2 separate regions of the Mus musculus genome follow, and region 1 is linked to region 2. Evidence: chromatin contacts called from public Hi-C data. All regions are on one chromosome and are shown on one strand. The core of a region is the stretch at or near the end of the contact, and the rest is flanking DNA. Distances in the headings are between cores, read along the strand shown. Region 1 overlaps Calcrl (calcitonin receptor-like). Region 2 has its middle 77 kb from the start of Zswim2.

What was found. Hi-C and Micro-C count contacts between places; a contact is called where the count stands out from the background.
Region 1: a Hi-C map of bone marrow-derived macrophages shows a contact between it and region 2, with 14 read pairs. The contact joins two enhancer-like sites. A contact is called at or near these places in 1 of 484 Hi-C or Micro-C datasets (bone marrow-derived macrophages) and 1 of 115 datasets of contacts at active chromatin or transcription factors (embryonic stem cells).

What each region holds. Positions count from the first base shown.
Region 1 is chr2:84,403,459-84,406,346 of GRCm38.p6, forward strand. The region is part of intron 2 of Calcrl (calcitonin receptor-like); the gene reads right to left. Among named protein-coding and RNA genes, the nearest start is that of Calcrl, 20 kb to the right of the region's middle. Within about 2 kb of position 1,558, at least 6 of the 459 cell types and tissues checked have an H3K27ac peak or open chromatin away from gene starts, as enhancers often do. A contact at or near this core is called in bone marrow-derived macrophages, where this site is marked.
Region 2 is chr2:84,016,745-84,019,823 of GRCm38.p6, forward strand. No RefSeq gene overlaps it. Among named protein-coding and RNA genes, the nearest start is that of Zswim2, 77 kb to the left of the region's middle. Within about 2 kb of position 1,752, at least 36 of the 459 cell types and tissues checked have an H3K27ac peak or open chromatin away from gene starts, as enhancers often do. A contact at or near this core is called in bone marrow-derived macrophages, where this site is marked.

The sequences.
Region 1 (2,888 bases), core at 308-2,807, 390 kb after region 2:
AATAAATAAATAAATAAATACATAAATAAATAAATAAATAGAGTTATATTTTATTGTATTCATTATAGCATATTTTAGAAGAAAATATTTTATCAAGATTGACATAGTTGATAAAAGATATTTAACATGCTTTGACTGAAAGATTAATTAAGGCCAGATAGAAAATAAAATAATAATAACTGTTTATTCTTGACCAATATTTATATTCATATTTCCAAGACCAAGATTGATTATTTAACTTCAAAATAACACTAAGTATAGCAGAATTAACAAATAATTCTAGTGTTCAAGCTAAAAGAAAAGCCAAATGGAAGCTAAAATCCAAACAACTTGGTTACTATAATTTTGTAATAATTACTGAACAGAATTTTTAGGCAATATGATCAGGATAAACTAGTAAAGGTGTGTGAAACATGAATCTTAAATTTGTGGGAAAATATCTTAGATTCAATTCAAATTAGGTAAAGATTTAAACGTGAAATATTCCTAGAAAATATTTAGAAATGCATTATCATTGATATTTTTACCATTTTGTGTCAAAAGACCTTTGAGCAAGATTATTAAACATCAGTGATAGCTATTATTAGGTCCCTTTCAAAGTATAATGTAGTCAGAGAGGTTGCTCTTTGTCCCCTTCTATCTCTCATTAGTCAGGTTTTGGAGTGTGCCAAGTGATTGTGTAAATTAACCATTCCAAAATGCTTGGAGCTAGAAGACCAGAAGTGTGACCATGTTGTTATTAGTTAGAAAGAAATGCATATGCTGATGGGTTTTCAGCTCATCTTTAGGACAAAGGATTTTAACAGATATGCCAGATTCTCAGAACTGAGGAGGACTTGAAAATCTTGCAGTGTCATCTGCTTGCTTTACAGACTTCAGACTTAGAATATAGGAGCCAAGGGAGTTAGTGAATTACAATATGTTCCACGACAGTGGCACTGAGCTAAAACCAGGCATCATGTCTCCTTGGTCTCAGCTTTGGGCTATTTTATTAGACCAAAACAAAACCATCATTGATTCAAACTGATGAATGGAAGTCAATTCCTACTTTTAGTTACATGTTTCATCGCCATGGTGATGATATTTTGAACCTATTAGTTGCTGGATTTTAAATTAATTTGCACTTTAAAGTTAATTGTTAAAATAAAAATAATTAGAAAGGCACATTTAGCATTACACACACACTACCATGCTCAATAAGTCATATGGGATGAAGCAACTGAAGAGACAGCAGTTTAAATTTGTACCTCTCATTCCATTTCTTCAAAACTACTAAATACATGCTACAATTTTCACATTGGAGTGATATTCTAAAATATTGTATAATCTTCCCTGATGCCAAATTATGATACACACATTGGGAAGCCAAACCCAGTTATTTTCTATTAAAAAAAAATCTCCTCTTACAGGTTCTTCCCTGCTATCATTATGAAGCAAGATTATAAGACGTGATTTGGCGTCACATCACATTGGGAATATCAGGAAGACAAAGGCAGCTAGCTGTCACATACATGTTGGCTTTCGGTGCACTCAGACCTTGCTGTGAGGAACACTGAGTCATCTGAAATGCAGGGTGTAGAGGAAGCTGACACATTAAGGGACAGAGCACTCATGAGTTCCCAAAGACAGGCAATGGGACAAAGGACAATTACACATGCTCTATTTTGGGACCTAGTTGGGAATTCTTTATTAAGAAATGCACAGCTCAGAAATAAGAAAGAAAGAGAAAGAGAGAGAGAGAGAGAGAGAAAGAGAGAAAGAGAGGAAGAAAGAGAGAGAGAGAGAGAGAGAGAGAGAGAGAGAGAGAGAGAGAGAGAGAGAGAAAGGAACCATCTCACAAAACTTTAATAAGATAACACAATTTTACTTTCAGTACAATTATTATACCTTCATAGGAAAATCATTTTTGAATTATTAAAAAAAAACCTTCAGCTTTACCAAAAGTAAGTTAGTGTAAGAAGATCTAATTAAATATTATGGGGACTGTCAGGTGCAGCAAATAGATGCTTAGTTATTTTATTTGCCATAGCACTACAATGACTGACACATCTGTCTTTTTGGATGCACCAAAACCTATGAAGCTTGCTGTTCTTTGACAGAATAAAATTCAGTGTTTTCTAAGGATTCCTAAAAATGGTATCTGGAATACTGCAAAATAGTGACGCAGCTCATATGACTGTTCTTTTATTTATAATTAAGGTGCCCTGTGTATTCTAATTATAAGAAACTTTTATCTCACCCCATTCACAGACATGATCTAACAGTGATTATGTGGTTGAGAAAAATAAGAATCCGCTGAGAAGCACTTGAAAAAATGTACAATATCCTTAATCATCAGAGAAATGCAAATCAAAACAACCCTGAGATTCCACCTCACACCAGTCAGAATGGCTAGGATCAAAAAATTCACATGACAGCAGATGCTGGTGAGGATGTGGAGAAAGAGGAACACTCCTCCATTGCTGGTGGGATTGCAAGCTGATACAACCACTCTGGAAATCAGTCTGGCGGTTCCTCAGAAAACTGGACATAGTACTACCACTAGATCCAGCAATACCTCTCCTGAGCATATACCCAGAAGATGTTCGAACATGTGATAAGGACACATTCTCCACTATGTTCATAGCAGCTCTATTTATAATAGCCAGAAGCTGGAAAAAACACAAATGTCCCTCAACAGAAGAATGGATACAGAAAATGTGGTACATTTACACAATGGAGTGCTACTCAGCTATTAAAAACAATGAATTTATGAAATTCTTGGGCAAATGGATGTATCTGGAGGATATCATCCTGAGTGAGGTAACCCAATCACAAAACAAGTCACTTGATATGCACTCACTGATAAGTGGATATTAGCCCAGAAAGCTACAATACCCAAGATACAA
Region 2 (3,079 bases), core at 502-3,001:
GTTCTCCTTTATCAATAGTTTTTCCAGTTATGCTGTTGTGTGGCATGGGGTAAATCTGTTTGCTTCATCTTAATGAGGTCTCATTAGACTTGTTGGACTTGGATATTCCTTCCTCCTCATAGATTTGGAAAGTTTTTAGTCATTAAAATAAACAAATAAAATTTCATGTTCACTTTTTTCTCTTTCTTTCTCTGCAGCCTCTATGGTGTACATAATATCCATGTGATCAGATTTCATTATCTCCTTAGATCTCCTTAACACTTTCATTTTCCCCTGTTCCACTGAATGGATTATTTAAAATGCCTCATCCTGAATTTGCTTGTCTGTTTGTTATGTAAGTACTTTACTAGATTTTCTGCTTGCGCTCTTTCATGAAATTTCTATTTGCTTACTATATTATAAAGCTCTGATTAAAAATTAAAACATTCTCTACTAAAAGTCTCATTTGCCAATGGGTAATTTTCTTCATCTCATTGAAAACAATTTATTTATTATTGTCCTGTGTGCATGATGTGTGTGTACTCAACTGTCACATTGCATGTGTGAAGGTTAGAGAATAATTTTCGGGAGTAGTTTCTCTTCTGTCATAGATTCAGGCAAACCAACTCAGATAGGTAGGCTTGTGTGACACGTACTTTTTCCTGCTAAGCTATGTCATCAGTCTTCACTGAGCATTCTTATTTTTAATTGTTTAACAGCTCATTAAAATTCTTAAATTTTTTAATAGTGGGTTTCTGAATATTTTTAATATTTTATATTTTTGGTTGACCATTTAACCCTCTTTTTCTTTAAGTTTATTTACTTTTATTTTATGTGCATTGTTGTCTTGCCTTATATATGTCTGTGTGGGAGGTTCAGATCTTGGAGTTACAGACACATGTGAGCTGTCATGTGAGGGCTGGGATTTGAATCTGGATCTTCTGGAAGAGCAGTCAGTGCCCTTAACTGCTGAGCCATCTCTCCAGCACCCCCCCCCCCATCCCTTTACTCTTTTTATTTATGCTCCTTGTAACTTTAATGTTGACATCTATTCATTTGAAAACAAAACAACTTTTACTGTTTTTTATAGGTGGGTTTTATATGCAGAAAGACCCTAGGCCTTTAGATTGGCTAGAGATTTTGAACATTTGTGTCTTTCTCAGAAGTTGTCCATGTATATTGCTCACTAGAGATATCTTCCTGTTTTTCTTAGACGTTCTCAATGAGTTCCTCTCTTTTATTGGTTTGCTATACCACAGGTCCCCTCAAGAAGCCGTATGCATCCAACTCTGTTGTTCTTAGCTGCTTTCAGGCTTCTGGAACATTCTGTGGTCTTACTAGCATCTTATAGCTAGTAGAGCCTGATAGGAATCAGTCTTTCATGGATATTGTCCCAAAGCTAGAACACATTTCCTCTGCCACCAAAGTCTGTAGGCCACTGTCTGTCTGGATCTTTGAGGACAGTTGTATATCAACTCCTGTCCTTTGAGTTCTGTGAGCTCTAAGCATCCTGGTCATTCAAGGACCTGCCTATTTGCCCAGGTGGAGAGACAGACCAGCTCCTCTGCGAGTCTACCATAAATTTGGAACAGATTTCCCACTCTTTTCTTGCCCTCACGAGGGAATGGCTTTGAGTTAATTTGGTCTCTATTTGCTGGATCCTCTGAAGTTGCAGCATGTCTCATTGGAATCTGTTCCGTTTCAACCATGTTCTTATGTAGCTAAGACAGGAATCAGTCATTTGGATGCTGTCCAGAAAAAGCAACATGACACATGCTTTACTCTTGTCTTAGCTGCTGGGGGAGTGGCTACCTAATCACACAGACCTTGTCTGCCCTTCTGTGGGTTCCTTGGAGGCAGCAGCATGCTGCCCAGCTCTCTCCGTGCATCTCAAATATGTTGGGTCCTATTGCCAACTCTGGTTCCTGAGGCAGTGGTATAAACTAGAACCTCAGAGGGCCTCTCAGGAAGTCACAATGTGAAATCTAGTCTCACCCTCTTCCCCCAACTCTCTAGAGAGAAGTGAGAAGCTGAGAGCTCCCTCCTGGTCATGTAGGTCAGTCAGAAAGGACTGTGATGAGGGTCCAGAGTGCCTTGCTGTCTTTGATGCAGCCAGCTCATACTTGCTTGGAATATAGGAATCTCTTAACTGGTTTCCAGATTTCCCATTTATGCAACTGGAGATTTGACGTTACTATAAAAGAGCAGGTATGAGAAATTCTTACTATTCTTATCTTGCTGATGTCATCCTAATGCTTATTTTTTTAATGGAAATCTTATATACTCTACTATACTTTGGAATTGAAAGACACATGATTCTATATACATTTAACAAATATTAATCCCTTTATGGTTATGATTTTCTATCCAAATTCTTATATTTTTGACTCATTTAATGAGTACAATTAGAAGTCAGCAAGCCTCAGAAGCACTTAGTTATTTCCTAAGGTGCAGACCTGTGTCCAGAGCTCTGTATGTCACTTGGAATCAGTTCGGGTACAAGGAACTTCGGGAATTATTTATCCTATTTTTTTCCTATAATATTAGAAAATAAAAAAACTTCTTAAAAAGGAAGACACAACTTACCTCCCAACACAAACTCCATGTGATACTGGAGAGTTGTATATTGCTGCTGGAATTGTCCTAGCCTGGCTGGTGCATAACAGTGCTCCTAGAACGAAAATCAGCAGTCTTGTTTTGTATGTCTAGTTCAATGTTTGTAAATAACAAATTTTGAACTTATTGTCAACATTTCAAAGATTGAGTTGTTTTATACAGAGACAAACATTCTGGAGTTCTCTTAATAAGCTGAAAGTCTGTAGGACTAGATTGAAACTGTCTAAGGTAACGGCGGTTAGAAATTAAGTAGAAGGCTGGAGAGATGGTTCAGCAGTTAAGAGAGCTTCTTGCTCTTTCAGAGGAAGAGTCCCAGCACCAATAAAGCTGCTCAAAATTATCTATTCCTCCAGGGGAGCCAGTCCCCTCTTCTGACCTCCAGTGGCACCAGGCACACATGTGGTATACAGACATGCATACAGGAAAAATACCCTTACACGCACACGCATACGCACACTGGACCCTACTGTTTTAAAGTTTATAA